Regions from separate parts of the Macaca mulatta genome. Here region 2 is linked to region 1. Evidence: chromatin contacts called from public Hi-C data. All regions are on one chromosome and are shown on one strand. The core of a region is the stretch at or near the end of the contact, and the rest is flanking DNA. Distances in the headings are between cores, read along the strand shown. Region 1 holds the start of RHOC (ras homolog family member C). Region 2 holds the start of CTTNBP2NL (CTTNBP2 N-terminal like).

Evidence for each region. A called contact is a pair of places that touch in the nucleus more often than the background predicts.
Region 2: a contact with region 1 is called in a Hi-C map of fetal cortex germinal zone, with 4 times the contacts expected there. The contact joins the promoter of CTTNBP2NL here to the promoter of RHOC in region 1. A contact is called at or near these places in 4 of 14 Hi-C or Micro-C datasets (blood, fetal cortex germinal zone, fetal cortical plate and 1 more).

The regions. Positions count from the first base shown.
Region 1 is chr1:127,551,984-127,558,176 of T2T-MMU8v2.0, forward strand. RHOC (ras homolog family member C) reads left to right here and starts at 1,814. Exons shown (of 5, transcript XM_015148464.2): 1 at 1,814-1,863; 2 at 5,098-5,260; 3 at 5,784-5,904. The coding sequence starts at 5,105.
Region 2 is chr1:127,871,395-127,877,796 of T2T-MMU8v2.0, forward strand. CTTNBP2NL (CTTNBP2 N-terminal like) reads right to left here and starts at 3,051. Exons shown (of 6, transcript NM_001257547.1): 1 at 3,007-3,051.

The sequences.
Region 1 (6,193 bases), core at 564-3,063:
TACAAAAAACTAGCCGGGCGAGGTGGCGGGCACCTGTAGTCCCAGCTACTCGGGAGGCTGAGGCAGGAGAATGGCGTAAACCCGGAAGGCGGAGCTTGCAGCGAGCTGAGATCCGGCCACTGCACTCCAGCCTGGGCCACAGAGCGAGACTCCGTCTCAAAAAAAAAAAAAAAAAAAAAAGAAAAAATTAAAATTTTTTAATTAAAGAAATCTACACATCACCTTATCTTGAAAACTTCACCTGCTGTTCAGGACTGGGTATCCCACAGCCACACAGGCCCACACTACAGCAATGACCTCCTGTATCATAACTGTCTACATTAGGAGTCAGTAGGGAGTGGCAATTAAGAACAGGGGCTCTAGAGTTCAGTTGTTTGGGTTCTAGTGTCAGACCCAGCACTAGCTTTGTAACCTCTCTGAACCTCAATTTGCTTCTCAGTAAAATGAAGATAGCTACCTCATGAGATTTTTGTAGTTAATGTATGTGGACCCAGGTCCATGTAATATGGATTCAATAAATGTTAGCCATCTTGAAATTGTCTGCATTCCTCATTTAGACTCTTAAGTTGTTTGAAGGCAGAAATGGATCTTCCAAACATAGCTCTCAGTTCACCCTCAAGAAATGTTTACTGAGCCAGTTAAGAGGCCTGGGGTCAAACTGCTGTGGACCTCAGTTTTCACATTTGTCAAATGTCTGGATTGCACTTCAGATAAAGTCTGTATGACTCCTAACATTCATTCATTCATCAAATATTTGTTGGCAACCTATTACGTGCCACTCACTGTGCTAGACAACGGGGGAAGGGACAGGCTGGAGGAGCCTGGGAAGTAGCAGGGCCAGACCACCAGTTTGGAGCCAGACAGGCCCGGCTTTGTGAATTCTTGCTGTCACAAGTCAAAAACATTTGTGTAAGCCACTTGATTTCTCTGAGCCTCAGCTTCCCTATGGGCAAAAAGGGATGGGTATATTTTCCCCAAAGATCTGTGATGAATATTGAAAGGGTTAAGCTGTGTAGTGTCCCAAGCACAAGCCAATGAAATGTTGGTGGACGTCCTCATTCTACTCCCACCTCCTCAGCTTCCTTACAGGAAAAGGAGATACGCGTGTAGGTAAGTATCCTATACACCAAGTCAGAACTAGAAGTGGGAACAGAATTCCCAGCTGGGATCCGGAAGCATTTCTAGGAGCACCCTTTGAGGAGTAGGTAGGAATTGGACTCCTGGAAATTCCAGGCCCAGGGAGGAAAGCGAATTGTGAGGAGGAACGCTGGTCTGGGTCTGAACGGCTCTGAGAGGTCTTCAAGTTTGGGGGATGACGTTGGGCTGTACGATCCTAGGAACAAGAGAGTGGACATCTCCCCCAACCAACACACCCACGCCGGGCCCTGGGACGTGCCGGGGGCTGCCCTTTCCCAGTCCCGCCTCCGGAGAGGTCCCAGGTGCAGCAAGAGCTGGTGGCTGATTGGCCACAGGAGGGCAGCAGCGGCCCTTCCTGACCCCACCCCGAGCACTCTTAACTTTCCCGACGCCGGTCCTCCCCTAGGGGCTGGAAGGTTGGGCAGAGTGAGTTCACCCAGGTAGTGCTGGCCCCGCTCGCCCGGCTCCTCCGCAGTCCCGGAATAACCCCGTGGCCCTCCCCTACCTGGCGGAGTGGACGCCCCCGGCCCCAGGCCTGCGGACCAGGGAAGCGGCGGCCGCCCTGCGCGGGGCCGGGGCGGGCCGAGCCAAGGGCCGCCCCCAGCCGACCCTCCCCCTGCCGGGCCCGCCCTCCCCGCCGCGGAGCTGGAGGAGGGCGGGGCGGGGCCCTGGGGTCAGTCTGAGCCTCAGGCACCGGCCGCGCAGCTGGAGGCGGCGGAACCGAAGGTACCCTGGGCCGGGGCTGCGGGCAGCGGGGCGTCTTGGGAACTCGTCCCCGGGAGAGCACTTTGCCTTCCTCTCTGGGCCGGAGATCGAGGCCCGTGCAGGGAGGGGGCTTCGGCCTGGGCTTGGACCCCGTTCCCTCCCTGCGGAGTCGGCATCCGGGCTGGGCGGGGGTCGGCCGCGTCGGCACCTCCCCGGGCTGCAGCGAGGGGGCCCGGACTTGCTGGCAGGGGCTCTCGCCTCCTGAGGTCCGAGTCGGAGCCCCTTCCCCTCTCCTTCCAGCTTCCTGGAACCTGCCCCGCCGGGTGAGGGGCGAGGGAGCCTCAACTCAGACGCTCCAGCCCCCAGGGCGGGCGGCCGCAGGGGACCTAGAGTGGGATGGGGTGGGAATTCCTCCAGGCCAGGAGGGAGGCATGGCGGGAATAGGGGCGGGATGTGACCATTGGGACCTGCCACTGTTCGGCAGGGTCTGGACGCCGCCCTAGACGGTTCCTGGAGCCCGCTTGTGTTGAGGATAAGGGAGATGGGGAAGGATCCAACTGTGTGTGTGTGTGTGTGTGTGTGTGTGTGTGTGTGTGTGTGTGTGTGTGTGTGTGTGTGTGTGTGTGTGTGTGTGTGTGTGTGTGTGTGTGTGTGTGTGTGTGTGTGTGTGTGTGTGTGTGTGTGTGTGTGTGTGTGTGTATCCTGGGGTTTTGGGGCTGGGATCCTGAGGCCGAGTCCCACCCTCACTCTGGTTTTAAAGTTGAGAATGAGGTATCTCCTGGTATCTCCAGAACGGATTCCTTCCCTAGGTGTAGGGTGGGTCAGCAAAGTCAACCGGCCGCTCTGGATCATCTGGGAATTCAAGAGAGCGGTTGGAGAGAGATCTGGTGTATCCACACTGTCTTGTCTTGGGGAAGGCCCCAGAAGTTCCAGGCTCCATTCCAGGACCTGTGTGGGGCTCAGTTGCCCCTCTTAAGGGGTCAGTGGGACAGTCCCTCTGGGGCTGCCTCCCATAGGGAGTTATCCATGCCATCTTGGCCTTGGGCCTAGTGTCCTGGCCTGGCCTGGGCTGCCTGCTGTTCCGGCCCAACCATAGCCTGGAGGGAAGGTCTTCTAATTGAGCTGGAGGCTCCAGGTCCCTTAACGCATGCCTCAACCCCAGGCTTCTGTCCTCTGCCTCTTTCCACTCTGGTGCCATCTGAATTACCCTGCTGGGGGGACAGCAGTGACATACTCATGCCTAAGTGACTGGCTTTCACCCCAGTAGTGATTGCCCTCCAACACTGCCCACCCCAGGGTGGGGCTACCCCAGCCCATCTTTACAAAACAGGGCAAGGTGAACTAATGGAGTGGGTGGAGGAGTTGGAAGAAATCCTAGCGTCAGTCACCTGGATAGAATTCCCGAGGAACCCTCTTTTTGGAGGGTGGTTTCCATTTCTGGAGGCTATCTGCCGGCAGGGTGAAAGCCTTCTTGCTTGTCTTCTGGGGAATCAGAGAGAGTCCATTTTCTGGTGGGAAGAGTGTGGCTGTGTACTTTGAACTCCTGTAAATTCTCTGACTCACGTCCACAAAACCGACAGTTTTGTGAATGTGTGTGGAGGCAAGGGAAGGGCCACCTAGGATCTGCTGTTGAAGGGAACAGGCCTGGGGCTGGAGGATTCGTTTCCTAAAGGGCAGTGTGAGGTGGTGGCGGGGTGTGGGGAGTAGAGGCCTTCAGTCAGCCCAGTTTGACAGGATGTGGGACTGAGAGAAAAAGCTAGGTTTGAAGCCGAGATCAGGTTACCGTCGCTTTCTTAACTGCTCCCTGCCTGGTTGGTGCTGGGACTGGCCCTCATTTGTCTCTTCTTTTGGGACTCCTCCCAACCCAGACTCTAGCCCCCTCCCCCTTCCCAACAGCCTTGACTTCATCTCAGCTCCAGAGCCCGCCCTCTCTTCCTGCAGCCTGGGAACTTCAGCCGGCTGGAGGCCGGTTCCCCTCCCCAGGGAAGGAGGAAGTGAGGGAAGCTGCGAAGGTGTGATGAACTGTGCAGATGCTCGCCGTGTGTGCTGGGGGTGGGGGACACTTGGAAGCCCGGGAAGCTGACTCCTTGCCCTGAGTCACAGGGAGGGGTGGGCAGGGCCTGTGGGTGAGCTGGACCAAGGGAGGAAGGGACTGTTCCAGAGTGGGTGGAGGTGATTCCCTGGTGGATTCTTCTCAGTCACTGTGCTGTGGTGGATGTGTGGCTCCCTACAGTGTGGTCATTGTCCCCTGCCAGGGGCTGAGTGACCCAGTGTTGCTGGCAGGCCCAGGAGGAAGGGGGGAGGAAGGCAGCCTGCCCAAACTCGAGCTGTGGGCACTGCTGGGACTGAGCCTCCTTTGTATGACTTGGGGCTTTGGGGACGGGGTGGGGTGGACCAGGGAAGCTGGCTGGCTGCTGCCCCTGTCCTCTGGGTTTCCCTGCTTCTGCTCTCCTTCCTACCGCTGAGGTGACATGTCGAAGAGGCACGGCTTTGAGTCACACAGTCCTGCTATGGATGCTATCCCTGCCGCTTATAAGCCACAGCTCTGAATCTGTCTTAACCTCATTGAGCCTTAGTTTCCTAGTTTGTCAAAATGGAAAGTACACCATCTACCTCCCAGGCATCTGGGGACCAAAGGAGATAATTCCTGCCAAAATGCCCGACAGAGTGCCTGGCACCTAGGGACTCTGTAACTATTCTTCCTTTACCCACCTACCACCTGGTAGCTGGTTCTGCTACTCTGGTCCTAGAGAGGGACTCCTTATTTGTGACTGGACAGGTATGACTTGTGCTGAGGGACAATCTGTTCTAGATTGGACCTTAGAGATTATTAAACTGTAAATGCATCAAAATCCTGGTAGCCAATGAAGTCTGACTTGAAACCCTGATGTGTGAAGTAGATAGAAGCTTGCTCCCTGGACGTCCCGCATCCCTGAGCAGCTCTTTAGCTACCTGGAGTCCCCAAGTTGGCAAGTGGATTAGATTGAAACTCATGTTTTCCAGCTCCCAAGTGGGGTCATCATCCACCTCCCACCACTGTATTCTAACCCATCGAGGGAGACCTGTCCCTGACCCAGAGATTAGGAATTTCGAGCTCTGTTGTTGCACAATTGGTGTTTGGCCAGAAGATGCCTGAGCAAGCCCCCTGTCCCTTTGCTAGAGGCCTCGGTTTCCAGGAAGGTTTGAGGGCCCTAGAGAAGTGTTTTTGGACTTTAATGGCTTTTCCTCAAATCCTCAATACCTCTTTCCTGGCAGCCCCACCATGGCTGCAATCCGAAAGAAGCTGGTGATCGTTGGGGATGGTGCCTGTGGGAAGACCTGCCTCCTCATCGTCTTCAGCAAGGATCAGTTTCCGGAGGTCTACGTCCCTACTGTCTTTGAGAACTATATTGCGGATATTGAGGTGGACGGCAAGCAGGTGAAGGCAGAGATGCCCTTCCCACCCGACCCTGATCCCCGCCCCCAGTCACTGAATGACCTAGTATGTCCTTCCCCACTCCTACCCCTGTCCTTGTGTCATTCTCCCTGCTGGAACCAGTAAAAGTTAGGAAGTATATCTGCAGTCTTAAAAAACCTGGATATACTTTCTGGTTCTCCCACAGACTGGCTCTGTAACCTGGGCCGAGTCCCTTTGCCTCTGGGTTTAAGCTCCCCCACCTGCAAAATGGGGATGATGGTAAGACCTCCCTCAAAGGGTTGTCGTGAGAATTAACCAAAATAATGGTGCTCACAGTGGCAACTCAAGGGTCAAACACGTGTCTTAGCTTTCTTTAACAAACTGACCTAATTTATGTTGTGGGACAGTGATTAATACAATGCCTGGCACATAGCAGGTACTCAATAAAGAAGTTCAGTGAGCCCAAAGAACAGTGGTTTCAGAGGACCTTTGGGTGGCAGGGTTGGGGCCCTCAGGCCAGCTACTCACTGGCCTTGTGTGTCAGGTGGAGCTGGCTCTGTGGGACACAGCAGGGCAGGAAGACTATGATAGACTGCGGCCTCTCTCCTACCCGGACACTGACGTCATCCTCATGTGCTTCTCCATCGACAGCCCCGACAGCCTGGGTGAGGAGATTGGAGGGAGGGGACTGAGAACCCCTCGGAATCAGCCAGAGGTGTCGTGCCTTGGCCTGTCTTCAGTCATCTTCAGAGATGGGGGGTGGGGATGCAGGGGAGCACTCAGGCCCTGCTGGTCTCCTTTACTGTGGTAACTGGCCCTCTGAAGGCATACTGCTCTTGAGGTTTTGAGCTGTGAAAGGGACCATCATGCTGAATGGCTTCTAAGATTCTGCTGTGGGAAGATGAGGGCCCCCCAGGGGAGCTTTCTAGCTTAAGTGGAGGCACCGACACCTGT
Region 2 (6,402 bases), core at 1,801-4,300, 320 kb after region 1:
CTCTGTCTCCCGGGTTCAAGCAATTCTCCTGCCTCAGCCTCCCGAGTAGCTAGGATTGCAGGTACATGTCACCACACCCAGCTAATTTTTTACATTTTTGGTAGAGATGTGGTTTCATCATGTTGGCCAGGCTGGTCTCGAACTCCTGACCTCGTGATCCACCCGCCTCGGCTTCCCAAAGTGCTGGGATTACAGGTGTGAGCCACGGAGCCTGGCCTCAGAAACTATTCTTGAGCAAAAATCAGTAAACAATCAGTCCCTAGTGAGCTCTTCTAAATTCACTTCATTCCTATCGGGTCAGATATTTAAAACAATAAAATCCTGAAATGATTAGCACTCATTATGTTCTTAAGTCTGGTGCAAATTTCATGACAGTAAAAATAGTATTTTCTAACCAGTAGATTTTATATATATATATATATATATATATATATATATATATATATATATATATTTTTTTTTTTTTTTTAACTGTTTTTTTTTTTTAAGAGACAGGGTCTCTTTCTGCTGCCCAGGCTGGAGAGTGCAGTGGCATGATCATAGCTCACTGTAACCTCAAACACCCGGGCTCAAGCAATCCTCCTGCCTCAGCCTCCCAAGTAGCTAGGATTACAGGGATGAGCCACCACATCCTGCCTCACAGATATTTCTTTATAAGAAATTCAAAATTTTAGTCACTTAAGACACTGGAATTTCATAAGACAGCAGATGGGGAAAATCAAGTTAAATGAAGACAACAAGTAGACGGTTTATACTAACAAGTTGTGCCACATCTAATCAGTGCATTGCCTTTCAGTCTACCCTAAGGTGACAGCTTCAAACTAAGTTAAACAAACACTCATTAAGTCATACTATATACCAGGAACTGTGAAAGAGACAAAGACGAAAAACAAAAAATACTACTATCTGCCCTCAAAGAATTTATAATTCAAGGAGAGAGATCAGACATATATCCCCTGCATAGTACGCTTTTCTTCATCTGGCATGACCAAACAGGTGTTGAAAAGGTTAAAGGAAAGATTTTCAAGACCCAAAAGTGTAACAAACAGATCTTGCTTACTGTGCTAAATAATAAAAGAACATTATTTGCTTTTTCCTATTAAAGCTCAGCAATCACCACAACTTTGGTTTGCTTAGTCTCTTACCTTAGTTTATTTTCTGTTCTCTGCTGATGTAATACAACTTATCTTTTTGGGATTTTCTGTTCTACTTTTAGCTTTTTCTGCTGTTATTGCAGGGAGCCCATGTTTTACCCTTCTATTGCAGCACACATTGTGTTTGCTAGAGACACCCTCCAGTTTCTTCTTTGTGCTTTCTTATTGGAGATTTGGAAACGCTCACTAAGAAGATCTGTGAGCACTCTGAAACCTTCAATTCTAACTATTCAAAAATAATTACCCTCAGGAAGTCTAATCAAGAAGGTAAAAGACAACAGTCATTACAATCACCCTCTGTGATTCCAACTCCTTGAACTTCATTGCCATCAGCTTTGGCTATAGTTGACAGCGGGGAGGTGGACTTGAGATTGAAAGCAAAAAAAAAACTATGCTAAAAATATGGTAAATTTTAATATATAAAAGTGCTAGCGATAGATGATTACTGGGGATTCAACGACATTAACTTGAGGTCAAAATCAACACTTTGCACCTGCTGAAATGAAGGCCACTTGACAAAACCTTTAGGAGCACACTAGAGGCACTTTTTGGTAAACATGAATAGCTAGAACACCTTGCCTTTATTTACTTTGATCTCTGAGATTAAAAAATTACTTTTCATCGTCTAAATTTTGATAGATGATCGTAAAACCAATCAAAATATACATGAATGTTTCCTGGGGGCGGGGGAGACACTATAAAAAAGGGGTTAGAGAGTAACCAAAGGACACAGGACTAGATTAATCATAAGCCTAGATGACTGACCCTGAATTTTCTTCAAACACTTCCTGCCTTTTGTTTCAAACTGCAGTATACCTTCAAGGTTAACTGCAGTCTCCCTGAGCAATGGACCAGCCCATCCTAGACTGGGATATACTCATTCCTAATCCACTGCTATTTATTTACTTATGTATACTGTTTCATTTGAAAACATGGTGTTATTCATTGACTGTCAAGCAACATACACTGCATTCCTGCCCACACAAAGCCAACTCTGCAGATATCCAACACACCCACCTCACTGTGAAATATAACATGGCTTTTCATCAAGTTCTCAGAGAAGAAATAGGGTGGAAAAGGAAAAATGAAACGCAATTCAAACCTAAGAAACCCTTAGAGGCTGGGTTCTCCCAGAAGGAACAGAAAGTAGAAGAAAGGTACAAAGGGCGAGGGAGAGGAGGTCCTAGTTCTCCCTCTTTCAGAGTCCAAAGAAGTCCCAAAACAGGAGAGCTCTCGACTCCTCACAAGAGGCCAGAGGATGTGAGGGGCGGCGGGAGGAAGACTGAGCATCAGAGAATGGGGGATGGGAAGAACTTAAGTGGGAGAAGCCGTTTCCTCGGTAAAGCTGGCTGTCTAGGTCGGTCTTTGATTTTTGCTTCGCCCCATCCCTCTTTTTTGGGAAACACTAATTTTATCTTACGGAGGAAAGCAGCTCCAGTCCCACCCTGGAGAGCAGAGACAGGTGTAGGGAGGGATGTCTGGCCTTCCGGGGGTGCAAAACGGGGTTGGGGGCGGCAGCCTAGAGAATCGGTACGGTACCTGTGAGTCCTCTCCTCCAAGGCTGAGGTGCGGGGTGGGAAGAGCCTTTGAATGAGGGGTATCAGAGGGAAGCCCCTTCTGAGGAGCTGGGAATCGACGAGGGACAAAAAGTAGCTGTGAGGACCCTCAAAGGATGAGGAGCCGCCTCCTCGGGGAATACCGGGAGGTGGAGGAGATGGCCCCGCCCCCTCAGGGGATGGGCCCAGAGGCCGTTAGGACAGCGGCGGGAAGCTACCGGTGCCCCTATACTTGCTTTGCTCTTGAGAACCCGGCCTCTCAGCCATCATCAAGCCCCAGGGAGTGTGGTTCCTACCTTTCCACGACGCACCGGGCTCCGCTCCCCTCCGCCTCTACTCCCCATCCACAGCGGCAGAGGCCCCGCCCCCTCAGCCGCCCGGCGGGGGCATTGGCATTCACCAGCGCCAATCGCCTCCTTGCTTCTCCAGCATTGTCCCCAATCCGCGCCGGCTGGAGGCGGAGCTTCTCCAATGTCATTCAGGCTCCTCCCGGGGCCCCAAGATCCCTTTTGTTTGGGAAGAGCAAGGCTGGGATTGAGCTCGCGTCACTTCCGGGAGGAAGCGCCGTCCTCGGTCCCGGGCTTCAGGATGGGCTCGTGCCCCTCCCGGCCCTTGGTCTGCAACTTTCCACCTCTGCGTGGTTTCTGGGCAGGACCGTGGCTAGTGCTTAGTGCTTTTCCCTGACTGTACGGGGAGTTTAGGAAAGGAGGGCTCTGGTGGCCTGATCGATTGGGATTTTTTCCAGAATGTTAATAAATGAAGTGGGCTTTGATGTCTGCATTAGAATGAATTAGTTGTTGAAAACCTGGCTTCCTTGCTCCCCCCTTTTTTTCTTTTTTCTGGACGCGACTGTGGGCGTGGTGCTGCAAGCAAGGGTGCAAAGATGAAACACCTGGAGATCACCCTTCTCTCAACCACAGTTTGTACAGAAGAGAATACTAATTTTGGGGGACATAAATCCAGCCGACCTGCTTTCCAGGCAGAAGTCGAATAATTGCAAATTTGTGTGGCAGGTTTTTCCACACTATGCTTGCCAGCTGAGGCGACTTTTTTCTGTCCTTGGCCTCATTATATTGCGGGGAATGGTGTTTGCCGTGAAGTTAAACAATGGAGAGTACAGAGGATGCAAGGAATGTCTGCCTTGTGAACACAGGAATGCAGATCTTGGTGGCAGCAAGTCTTAGGCAGGACCGAGTAACTCAGAAAGGGGAGTGGATGTATAACTAGTTGTATCCCTACCTGAAGTCAAAGTTTCTGAATTCCATTTCCACAGAATGGCTGTCAGCTCACAGATTGATTCAGCTGGTTACATTTACGATAACCACATTATTTTAAATACAATATAGTAAATATTTGAGACGAATATTTATAATGCACAAATAATGTAGTACACTTAATACATTATCCCTAAACTTAGCAATTATAATTCGCAAGACAGCATTAGGGACCTAGTACTTGCCTAGGCAAACAGTCCTCAAGGCAGATGCCGCCTGCCCCATGCAGTTTACAGTCTGACCGAGGGATGTGATCAGTCTGTGCGATTATAGTCTGAAAGAAGTAAACGAGTATTTATCATGTTATCACTGTGCCATGTACTTTCATTTAAATGGTATTTGATGTCATCTTCAGTACTGTATGAGAAATCTGTCCTACAGTGTAGGATAGACACCATTGTGTCCAATTTACAGATGAGAAGATAGAGATTCAGAGAAGTCAAATAAAGTCATAGAGCTAGTAAATAGTAAATAATTTCCAGTAAGGATGTATGACTCCAAACTTATGCCATATTCTGCTCACTTCACACTGGCTCTCACATGGTGGACTAAAAATGGGTGTGGATGATTGTAAAGCAAACATTAGAGCCAGAAGGAAAGCTCCATGCCTCCCCCTGTTGATTTTAGGCTTGGGAGGGTCATCTCTATACATGAAGGACAGCAAGACTATGTGTGGAGGTGCTCAATAGCAGCATAAGTGAATCTGGTGTAATGATGTAGGATATACCGAACTTCAGAAAGGCATCATGCCTTGTGTTCTGAACACTGACAATCTGAAAGGTAAGATGAAGGGCCCGGCACAGAGTAGGTACTCAATAAATACTGACTGGAAATAAAATGTCTGAAATGATTACAAATATGGAGTGTTAGGTGCTGGAACAGGCAAAGGAACTTGAAAAATCCCATTTCCTCCTCCTCCCCTTTGCTCTGCCTATGGGTATGCAATGAGGAAGTGCCTCATCGCCTGACAATGAAGCAGATGTGGGAGAACAGGCTATTTTCTGCTAGCTTCTGAGTCACTCTAAGAGTTGTTCTAGTGAATCAGCTCCTCCCTTGTTTTTTGTTTTTTGTTTTTTTTTCGAGACAGAGTCTCGCTTCTTTTCGCAGACTGGAGTGCAATGGCGCAATCTCTCACTACAACCTCCGCCTCCTGCCTCCCGAGAAGCTGGGATTACAGGCACCTGTCACTGTGCCCCGCTAATTTTTGTATTTTTAGTAGAGATGGGGTTTTGCCATGTTGGCCAGGCTGATCTCGAACTCCTGACCTCAGGTGATCCACCCGCTTTGGCCTCCCAAAATGGCTGGGATTACAGGCATGAGCCACCATGCCCGGCAGGTCCTCCCTAGTTTCCCTCATTCCCTTTGTAACTGTTAACCCACCACCACCCATTCTTTTCCCTGGCTGAGTGGGTGGGAGCAGTGCCCTGTGACCTACTTCCTTTAGAGCAATGGGCAGCTCCCCTGATTTCCTAGCTTCCCTTCTGCGTGTTCCTAAATGAGTGTAGATGGACTCAGCAAAAATGAAAACAACCCTTGTAGGATTCAGAGTCCTAAGGCTGTTCAGATTGCTTTCCTTTTAATTGTTCACCCCTAGAAGTAGGGAACAGGCAGGACTTGTGAACCTCGTGTATCTTTGAGACGGTAGCAGTGAGAGAGTTATGGAGCCTTGGGATTCTTCAATATACAAACCTTGTAAATAAATTTAGAGTCTGGTGCATAGGTGTATGCAGAGGTAAAAAATGGTTCATAACAATATCTTAGATTTGTATAACAAAATATAACATTTTAATGTCTATCATTTTATCAACTGGACAGTAAAATATTTATTAAATACCTATTGTGTGTCAGGCAACAACTTAAAGTGCTTAAAAATTACAGATTGTGTCGATTTTTTCCAAATAAGTAAACTTTCTAAGAAGGTATTCCATAAATGTTTGTTGCTGGCTTGGGGAGGCAGCAATGAAGTAAAAGAGGCCTAGACTAGAGGTTAAAAAATCTGGAGTCTAGTTCTCATTCTGTCATCAACTATAGTAGTTTTCAACTGGGTGGCTTAAAACAACAGAAATGTGTTCTGTCTCAGTTCTTGAGGCTAGAAGTACAAAATCAGGGTGTTGGCCAGGTGCAGTGGCTCAGCCCTGTAGTGCCAGCACTTTGGGAGGCTGCGGTGGGCGGATCACCTGAGGTCAGGAGTTCCAGACCAGCCTGGCCAACATAGTGAAACCCCGTCTCTACTAAAAATACAAAAATTAGCTGGGCGTGGTGGCAGGAGCCTGTAATCCCAGTTACTTGGAAGGCTGAGGCAGGAAAATTGCTTGAACCCAGGAGGTGGAGGTTGCAGTGAGCCAAGATCGTACCACTGCACTCCAGCCTGGGCAACAAAGAGCGAAGCTCCGTCTCAAAAAAAAAAAAAAAAAAAAA